Linked DNA regions of Mus musculus: all the other regions are linked to region 1. Evidence: chromatin contacts called from public promoter capture Hi-C data. All regions are on one chromosome and are shown on one strand. The core of a region is the stretch at or near the end of the contact, and the rest is flanking DNA. Distances in the headings are between cores, read along the strand shown. Region 1 holds the start of Usp32 (ubiquitin specific peptidase 32). Region 2 holds the start of Rnf43 (ring finger protein 43). Region 3 holds the start of Tex14 (testis expressed gene 14).

What was found. Promoter capture Hi-C pulls out the DNA fragments that hold promoters and counts their contacts.
Region 2: a contact with region 1 is called in a promoter capture Hi-C map of liver, with 8 times the contacts expected there. The contact joins the promoter of Rnf43 here to the promoter of Usp32 in region 1. A contact is called at or near these places in 2 of 39 promoter capture datasets (liver and pre-B cells).
Region 3: a contact with region 1 is called in a promoter capture Hi-C map of pre-B cells, with 6 times the contacts expected there. The contact joins the promoter of Tex14 here to the promoter of Usp32 in region 1. A contact is called at or near these places in 2 of 39 promoter capture datasets (liver and pre-B cells).

What each region holds. Positions count from the first base shown.
Region 1 is chr11:85,138,506-85,141,766 of GRCm38.p6, forward strand. Usp32 (ubiquitin specific peptidase 32) reads right to left here and starts at 1,450. Exons shown (of 34, transcript NM_001029934.1): 1 at 1,206-1,450. The coding sequence starts at 1,263. It also overlaps a transcript of 1700125H20Rik not described here.
Region 2 is chr11:87,661,349-87,664,609 of GRCm38.p6, forward strand. Rnf43 (ring finger protein 43) reads left to right here and starts at 1,739. Exons shown (of 10, transcript NM_172448.4): 1 at 1,739-1,874; 2 at 2,788-3,261.
Region 3 is chr11:87,403,507-87,406,767 of GRCm38.p6, forward strand. It overlaps Tex14 (testis expressed gene 14), which reads left to right and starts at 1,559. Exons shown (of 31, transcript NM_031386.2): 1 at 1,559-1,664. It overlaps Rad51c (RAD51 paralog C), which reads right to left and starts at 1,000. Exons shown (of 9, transcript NM_053269.4): 1 at 798-1,000. The coding sequence starts at 915.

The sequences.
Region 1 (3,261 bases), core at 200-2,699:
TCATTTCTAAATCCTCACTTTAAAATGTCTTTTTCATCATATTTTAAGTTTCTATCCCAAGCTACTAAAAACACCTGGCGCATGACTGAATTTACTTATTTATTTATTTATTTATTTATTTTGGTCTTAGAAATCTGTTAACAATAATGTCTGGCCACTAATCTGCTTAATGTTTTTCACTTCTTACCAAGAAAATCCATTAAACATCAAAGAGAACTACAAGCACCACACAGACACACTCTCAAATCTCAGTCATGAAAAATTAAGTCACATTCCGGCCATAAACTGTGCAAGACACTTCCAGTTAGCACGAGCTTTACACTGACAATCGTATCAGAGTAAGTGGTAGGGGGTTGGGGGCTATTAACAACACAGTGTGAATCAGAGCCAAGAGCAGCAGCCGTTGACAGCAAGGCCAGTCTCTGAAGGGAGCTGTAATACAGTATCACAATGCTGGGTTTCCGAATGCCATTTTAAGGGAGCGAGGGGGTAAGAACTGGGAATCAAGTGTACTAAAACCGTCTGATCAATGTCCGAGGAGAGGAAACCTAAGACAAGGTCTTATGAACATCAGCTGTCTAATCTGTTCTCACCTTAAACACAACTTCACTTTCAGGTCGTTCTTAATCAAAGTCAACCGCTCAAAGGGTGAAGGATGGCAGGAGTAAATGGAAGGATAGTCATCGCCCTCAACAGAGAGGCAAAGACCCTGGGAAAACCAGAGGCTCCCTAATAGAAAAGGACTTCCAGGAGCAAAACAGAACGCCCTGTCTTCTCCTCCAGCCAATGCTGTTAGAAACCAGATTAGGATGTTGTCGGAGGCTTTTTTTTTTTTTTTTAAATGAAAGAGTGATATGAGAAAATGGCACTGAAGGATGAGGGGGCCTGGAAGGGTTGAGCCACCCAAGAACCGATGGTCAGGGCTTCCCTGCACCTAAACAAGATAACAACGCCAACCGAGTGCACCGGCAATGGCCAGCCAGCGCCCGGTACCCCCGTCACTGCCAAAGCTTCGCCCCCTCCCCTAGTGCCCCAATTCCCACACCCCGCTTCCCCTTCCACCTCCCTGCCCTCGATATTCCCACGGCTGGCCTCCCGGGTCCTTCGCCAGGCACCCCACGCCCCAGCCTCCTCTCCCTCCGGCCACCCACCCCTGGGCGCTCCGCGCTGGCCTCCCCGCAGCTCACTCGACCCCTCCCCCTCACCTCTCCTCAGCGCCTCCTCGTAGCTGAGGAATCCGATCCGTGACTCCTTGGCGCCCATGCTCCCCTCATCCCCTCGGCCGGGGGTCGGAGCCTGCTTTCGCCCCCACCCCCCTCCCGCCTCCTTCGCGGCGTCGCCGGCTGACGGTGTCGGCGTCCCCGGCCCCCTCCTCCCCCAACACTAACAAGTGCGGCTTCTGCCCCAGCGACTCCTCCCGGCCGCCGCCGCCGCCTCCATGCCGAGTCACGTGACCCGCTCCCACCCCGCCCCCTTCCCCTCCCTCCTACTCCGCCCTTCTCCTCTCTCTCCTCCCTTCGCGTCTCGCCTCACTCCTCCTCTCCTCCCTTCCGCCCCCACCCCGCCCTCCCGCCAGCACCGCCGCGGGTCACCTGACCCAAGGCCCGGGACGGTTCCGGGTAATGGCCGCCGGGGGGCCACGCTCCGCCCCACCCCACGCTAAGAGCGCGCAGGGGGGGCGGGGCGGCCTCGCCACACGTAGCACGTCATCCCTATCTTCCTGCCAATCCTAGGCCTCGAATCCCGCCGCGGCGCTCAGCTGGCCAAGAGGGCAGTGACTTCCGGGGCGCCCGAGGACGGGTCTTCCCGCCCCCCACGTTCTGGCGTTCGACGGGCGGGGCCGGAGCGATGACGGTTGGTGCTGCGGTGGCCGCGACCCACCTTGGAAGACTAGGGGAATGTTAGGGAGCAGGGGGGGTCTGAGGAAAGCGGTGCGGGCGACAAAAGGAGCGGGCAGGCGGGGGACCCCTAACGTTCGGGGGATGTTGGCAGAAGTGGAAGATGAGACTCACGGCTTCTCTGAGAAGATACCTCTTTTTCCTTCTAGAGATGGAGCCTCAGGACAGGGCAGTGGACCTTGTCGCAGTATTTTACTTTCTACGCCTTCCCATTCTCCAAACGCGGCTGCCTTAGCTTTTCTTTCAGAGGCCCAAGCCACTATGTTGGTCCATTTTTCCCTCTGAACCTGTTGCCTCCCTCCCCCAATTTTTTTAAGCCGCATTAGATGTTTTGTTTTGGGTGTTTGTTTCTGACGCAGGGTTCTGCTTTGTAACCCAGGCTGTCCTCGAACTTGTAGATTCGCGTGCCTCAGTTTCCCATGTACTGGTTCTACAAGAAACACCACACCCAGCCCTGCCACCTTCATGCTTCAACCAAACACTTGCCCTCTAAAAATGAGACAGTTCAAAACTGAGTAGCTTGCTTTAAAATACATATATTTTATGTATAATACATATGTATATAGTGTGTGTGTGTGAATTTAGTAGCATTAACATTTACATCGTTATTCAGTCTTAGTTTATCTTCAGGACTACTTGATCTAGTAGAGAACTGAAACTTTCAACAGTAATGTTGGTTCATCAAGGCAACTACATTTCTCCTGTGACTGGCTTATTTCACTTAACATGGCTCATTGTGTTGTAGCATATCAGGCATGTGGTTCAGCAATTCCACTTCTCAGTATATAGTCCCGAAGTATGTCTTTAAAGGGATGTGTGAACAGCTATTTATGCACTCAGCATTTATAGTATATACAATAGTCAAAACGTTAAAAATAAATGTCATAAGTTAGTAAACAAAATGTGGTGTATAAACACAATGGAATGTTTTTCCATTTCCTTTTTCTGGGTGGGGGAACCAGTGAGACAAGTTCTAGCAGTTGCCTGGACTGGGACTTGTGGCAGTCCTCCTGTCTCTGCCTCCAGATGTTGGAAGCCTATGCCCCACACCTGGTTCCCATTTCATTTTCACTCTGATGTGTATCTGTCTTCACCATGAAAGTCATGCCATTGGGTGGGTGGATATGGGGGACTTTTGGTATAGCATTGGAAATGTAAATGAGTTAAATACCTAATAAAAAATGGAAAAAAAAATAAAAATAAAAATAAATACTGGCAAAAGAAAACAGAAAAAAAAAAAAAAAAAAGAAAGTCATGCCATGAAGCTTCTCAATAAGGAAACATTGAAAACAATAGCTGTTTGATCTGAGGAGACTGGAGGTGCCAATTAGATCATTTAGGCCCGGCAAAAAATGATTTCAGT
Region 2 (3,261 bases), core at 489-2,988, 2.5 Mb after region 1:
TTAAAACACAGAACTTCTTCATAATCATTTAAAATGTATACATTTCAACAGAGTTGAATGTCCACATTGTTGTTTATGAATAGAATTTTGAAAAATTCTACTAGTTCAACCATGGAATGCTGACCATGGGGCTGGAGGGATGGCACAGGTTAAGGTCACTGACTGCTCTTCCAGAGTTTGAGTCTCAGCATTCACACGTGACTTAAAACATCTGTAACTGCAGCTCCACAGAGCCTTACACCCTCTTCTGGCTTCTCACACACATGGTATACAAACATACATGCAGACAAAACATCCATACATATCAAATACAATTTTAAAAAGAAATGTCAAATATAATTTGAAAATTTAAATATTACAGTATTCAAATATGAAGATTTACAAAGAACTATATTGCATGAAGGTAGTAATTAGCTAAATTTAATCTCTTTACCTATACTGTTTTTATTAGACATATTTAACTTTTAAGAAAAGATTCATCTTGTGTGTATGGGTGTTTTGTCTGCAGTGCCTGTGGAGGCCAGACAAGGGTGTTGAATTCACTGGAAATGGAGTTGTAGATGGTTGTGAGCCACCATGTAAATGTTGAAAACTAGACTTCAGCCCTCTGGATGAACAGGCAGCCAGTGCTCTTAACCACTGAGCCACTGCTCCAGCTCCAAGCATAGGTTTAATGCTTAGCTTCTATATGCAGACTAACTTAGAGTCTTACACTGGAAGAATAGGTTTGACCCAAAGAGTAAGAGAGAAATAACAGATTCCAGACTTCTGACAGCAACCTGATTCGAGAGATCCATCCAGGTGCAGTTTAGGCAGAACTACTGAACGTAGTAAGAACTGAAGAAAAGCTATGCAGAAGTCTTTATTCACAGTGGCAGACATAAGCAACAAGTACTCAGTATAAGATCTCTCAATTCTGGCTTTGTGCCATTTGTAGACACTAAAACATGGGAAGAATAGAGATCTATTTGAATTTGTAACTGCAAGACTTTGCGCCGTTCTTTTGTCTTTTGGATGTCTTTGTTTTCTGTTCCGTTCCTCATACCGCCGTCAGTGTGCTAGTGCTTACAGAATAGACACATTTGGGTGGCCCTGATTTATCTCCTGTGGGGAAAGGTAAGGACTGATTGAACTGCATGCAGTTGGGCTGTCGCTCACTAGGGGGAGTAAAAGAGCAAGAGACAGAAAGAGACCGAGAGAAGACTTTTGGTTAAATTAGTGAGTGCGTGCACCAAGAGGAGGAGGGGCCGGCTTGCGTGTAGCGGCTCCACCCTCACTTTGTCAGCAGGTAGAGAGCGTGATTGCAGTCCCAGGGGAAGAAGTCAGAGCTGGTACACCAATTACAAACCACAGGTTTCCTGCTGTAGGGAGCTGATCCAGAATTGTCTTTCTTGAAAGGAAGCACTTCAACCCTGCCTCCTCCTGAACTTCCAAGTCCGTCCATGATTCAGGGATACCGTCTTCTCCCTCTGGGATATTCTGTGATTTGGGTAGTGACTGTTCTATTTGCTGCTTCGTTTCTCATCTCTTCCAAGATATTCCGTACAGAGGCGGAGGGAGAAGACTTTTGTTAGATTTTAGAGATGATTTTGGCTCATCTTTAAGCATTTCCAGAGTTCTTGAGGAGGACAGTAGCTCTCGTCTTGGAATAAGTTTTTGCCTGATCTGCGTGGATTACTTTTTCGGGCTTCGGAATTTCTCAGCACCTACCTGTAGTGCGAGCACTTGGTCTGATTGCAGAGTGAGAAGGTGGAAGCCGGAGCCGTACTGGGTTAAGCAGCTCAGGTCTTTTTTTAAAGCAGGATTTATAAATGCACAATTGAATTTGTTTCATCCCCGTGCCGTGGACTCCAGTGGGCCCGACAGCGCAACAGGTTTGCAGATTTCTTTTGAAATTCTTTCGTGTTTTCTCCCTCCCTCTGTCTCAGCGAAAGTAAAGAATCTATAGAACAGGTTTGCGTTCAGACGCTTGGCTTTTCAGCACTTACTCTGAAGACTTTATAGGATTTTTAAATGACTTCAAAAGGCAGCATACTTTGTGGGTGAAGTGTATTTATAGTTACTTAAGGGTGCGCATTTTAAAAATCTGATGTTTATAAAGAGTCCAAAGTTTCCTAGGAACATAGAAATAACCCAGGTCTCCTCAGCCTGATTTTTTTCAGGGCGCTCAACTTAGAGCCTCTCTACCCCCCTATCTTTTATTCTCCGCCCCCTCAAGGAATTTGAAAACTTAGGAATAGTCCTTTGTTTTTCTCCTGAATCTAGAAGATTACAGATTGTAAAGTCTGGATGTGTTTCCACAGCATTCTGAGGAAAGTCAAAGCGCTTGGCATTCTCAGACTGGAGAATAAACTCTGGGATCCCTAAACGAGAAAGGAAAGTGGAAACAGAAATATGAATTTTAGCTGGGAAAATAATTGCAAAGCTAAACTTTTCAAGTATCTCAAAAGGGAAGTTGGAAGAGATTTTGATACTCAGATTAATTGTGTCGTATGTCAAAGATATATGAATTTGTGCCTAATTTTACAGGCACTTTTGGTGGAACACACACACACAAAATAATATATTGTAGTTCTTTAAAAGTATATAAATTCAGTAGGCCTAGAACTCTGGACTATGCTGAAACACAATTTAGCATGGACATTTTAATTAAGAGTATATGCTTCAGCATCATTAGACATCCCTCCAGGTGGGGCCTGATTAGTTCCCACTCTTCCCCTATTCAAAAGAAAACCTCCTCATGGACTTTAGCCATTTATGGTTGACATTTTTTTCTGGCTTAAAAAGGGCAGCATGTCTTCGTGTTCTGAGCTGAAGTTCCTCCCTCACCTCCGATGCGCTGCTTTAGCCGTTTACTGACCTTGTTTTCTTCATCGGCCTCGGGTTTAGTGCCTCAGGAATCTGATACATATGGAAGACCAGCAGCAAGTGATCTGACATAATACCAATCCATGTTTGTATCTAAAGCACATTTGGAAATTCCAAAGAGAAGAGGTGGCATTTCTGTATTCGCAGTGACGATGGGAGAAAAGGACATACCTGCCCCAGAGGTGGGCTGAAAAGGCCATCTTCTGCTCCCAATCAGGAATACCCCCTGTGCTTGGGAATCTACGTTAGAAAAAGGAAGGACCAGAATCTGACTTGGCTCTCTGAAACGGAGGGCTAGCACTTCTCCCCATTCGTTTTCTGCATTGAGGACCTGCCTTTGGGATGAGCTGGTAGTAGAAGCGGTATGCATGGCCGAAGAGCATTGATGCAGCT
Region 3 (3,261 bases), core at 309-2,808, 2.3 Mb after region 1:
TTGATCACCATCAAAGAGATGTGCATAGTATTACTGGCACAGTGGGTGACTACAACGAAGTTTGGATTTGTGAACATTAAGGATGCAGTGGTCCCCACTTTGGTTTTTTTGTTTTGTTTTTTGAGACTGGGTTTCTCTGTGTAGCCCTGGCTGTCCTAGAACTCACTCTGTAGACCAGGCTAGCCTCGAACTCAGAAATTCACCTGCCTCTGCCTCCCAAGTGCTGGGATTAAAGGCGTGCGCCACCACTGCCCGGTTGTGATTCCCACTTATCTGTAACCTAAAGAACTCTGAGAAAAGTCGGGGGCCAGGGCGGGGGGGGGGGGGAGGCAGTATTCCTGTGAATCACGAACGTCTTTCTAGAGCTTTCTCCTGGTCTAAGGGAATGTTCTATTGCTTTTCTCACTGAAATATCTCTAGTCCTTCTCTAATCCTTTATTTTTCAACTTCAATTCCCCCCCCCCGCCCCCCAGGATCTTTGACCAAGGAGAATTACATGGCTTGTGATTGTTTCCCAACCCAGTTTATCATGAAACCTCAAGATGAGAAGTCGGTTCTTTCATCTACAGATTGGACACCCTGGTCCAAGAGGAGCCTTCCTTAAACCATTAAGTGAGGCACTCCTCAAAGCATCCAGCGAGCACGGAGAAAGCAATCAGTAAACGTTGCTCCACACAGTTCCAAGCTCAAGAGAATTTCAGCGGTGTCAAAAGATCGGCTTGGCGGAGGCGGCGGAACGAAGACGGAGGCGGCGCCAAGCGGCCGCGGTGCATCAGCTGGCAGCTGGGAGTCGTTACCTTTGCTGAGCTCGGAGGGCTTCACCTCTAGGACGTCCTCCGCCGTCTGAAACCCCGCAGCCACCAGCTTCCCGCGCACCGCTGGAGACAGCGGATAACCCACCAACTCCCGCTGCATTTTTTTTTTTTTTTTTTTTTTTTTTGAGAGCTCGGCGGCTACGCACGCAGTGACGTAGAGCAAGAGGCGCGAAAGCGCTGGAAACCCAAACCCCGCCCTCCCGCGGGGGAGGGTCAGTGGCGTGACGTCACACGCGCGGCGTAAGGGGCGGGGCTCGCGCGGCCTAGACTCACGAGGCCTTGCTGCTGCTGAGGAAATCCCACACACTGGTTTCATGTAAGGTTGTCTTCTAGTTTCACTCGTCCGAGTCACGTTTCGGATATAGCCTGACAGTGAACACAAAAACAAAAAAAGAGGCCGGAGACGCGGAGACGGTAGCCAGGCCAAGTGAACCCTGTACAGCATATTTCCTCACCATGCTCTGCCCTCTTTCACGGGTTCCTCAAGAATCCATCCTCCTGGATGGAAGTTGTAGTAGACGCAGCAACCAGAAACTGACCAGTTGGCAGTTTCCTGCTGTGAAAAATTCAAAAAACCCTTGTAGGAGGTCTGTTGTGTGTCCCCTGACCCTTGCCAGGCGACCCCTTGCTTTTCCCGCCCTCGCGGGGGATTGTGGGCCAGCCTCCCACTTTGGGGGGCTGCGGTAGGGAGTGGTTGGCGCCCACGCGCGCGTCCACGCACTCGCCCGCTCACGCACGCACGCACAGCTTCCGGTGGGTGACCCCGGGACTCCGGAGCTCCCTCAGAGTGTGGCGGTTTCTGAGCATTCATGTCGGCAGGCCTGCCTAGAGTAAGAAGTAGCTGGAAAAGTAAGCTATCGTGTCCTTGTCGTCTCGTGGTCTAGCCTGGGCCTCTGGTGTCCCGAGGGAGGAGCTGGACCTCTTTAGTAGAGTTGACCGGGGATGTTGACGGAGCGGGAGTGACTGCTTCCACATCAGAACTTTTGGGGAGATTGGCAGTTTGGAAGGTGGCTTTAAAGGCCCAAGAAATACGGAAGATGATATAAAAAAAAAGTGTGTCGTGCCGGGCAGTGGTGGCAGCACGCCTTTAATCCCAGCAGTCGGGAGGCAGAGGCAGGCGGATTTCTGAGTTCGAGGACAGCATGGTCTACAGAGTGAGTTTCAGGACAGCCAGAGCTACAAAACAAAACCAAAAAAAGTGTGTCATACCTACCTCACATTTCAAAAAAAAAAAAAAATCTAGCATTTTTTTTGAAGACAGCATCTAAACTTTCTAAATTATGGGATATAGGAATACGCGACTCTCCCTGCTTTTGCACTACTTATTGACAACAACTTCTTCTTTCTTTTTTTCTTTTCTTTTTGGTTTTTCGATACAGGGTTTCTCTATGTAGCCCTGGCTGTCCTGAAACTCACTCTGTAGATCAGGCTGGCCTCGAACTCAGAAATCTGCCTGCCTCTGCCTCTTGAGTGCTGGGATCAAAGGTGTGCGACACCACACCGGGTTCTTTTCTTTTCTTTTTTTAACTTGTGGGTTTTCAAGACAACCTCTTTGTGTAGGTTTCTTTCGTGGCTCTCCCAAAACTGACTCTGTAGAGCAGGCTCTCCTCGAAGTCACAGAGATTCATCTGCCTCTGCCTCCTGAGTACTGGGATTAGAAAGGCCAGCGACCTCCCCACCCCCACCCCCTACCCCCAAAAAAAGCCGGGCAGTGGTGGTGCACGCCTTTAATCCCAGCCCTTGGGAGGCAGAGGCAGGTGGATTTCTGAGTTTGAGGTCAGCCAGGGCTACACAGAGAAACCCCGTCTGGAACCCCCCACCCCCAAAACAAAAGAAAGGTCAGTGCCACCAATGCTCAGCTAAAGCAACGACTCTTTATTATTACATTTCTTTTGTGTTTGTGTGTGACACACAGGCCACATTACTAGACTGGAGGTGAGAGAAATTGGTTCTCGGCTTCCCCCATGTGGTATTGGGGACAGATGGAATTGAGGCTGTCAGGCTTGGCAACCAGGCCCTTTACCTGCTGTACTACCTTTCCCCTCCCTGCCAGTGATTCTTAGCCTGGACTTTTATTCAGGAATTGAAGCTTTAAATACTCCAAATCAGTCATTCAAGTACTAAGGAAGGTGGCGACATTTTGAACAGTGTAGAGAATGTCACAGCTCTTAAATGTGCATAGACACGTCATTCAAAGTATGAGGATGGAAAAACAGCACCATTTTCTTGAAACATAAACTTAAAAAACTGTTTACTATCTGGAGCAAGCTCCAAATTCCGTGTCTCTCCTTGGAGGAGGAGAATGTATTTATCCCATTTGGTGACTCAAAAAGCTTGGTAGGACTGGACAAAATATGGTTTATGTAAGTACATTGTTTAGCTTACATAGGATTTATATATGAGTATTCGGTTATTATTAGATGTTATTCCCCAGGGAGAATTTGGG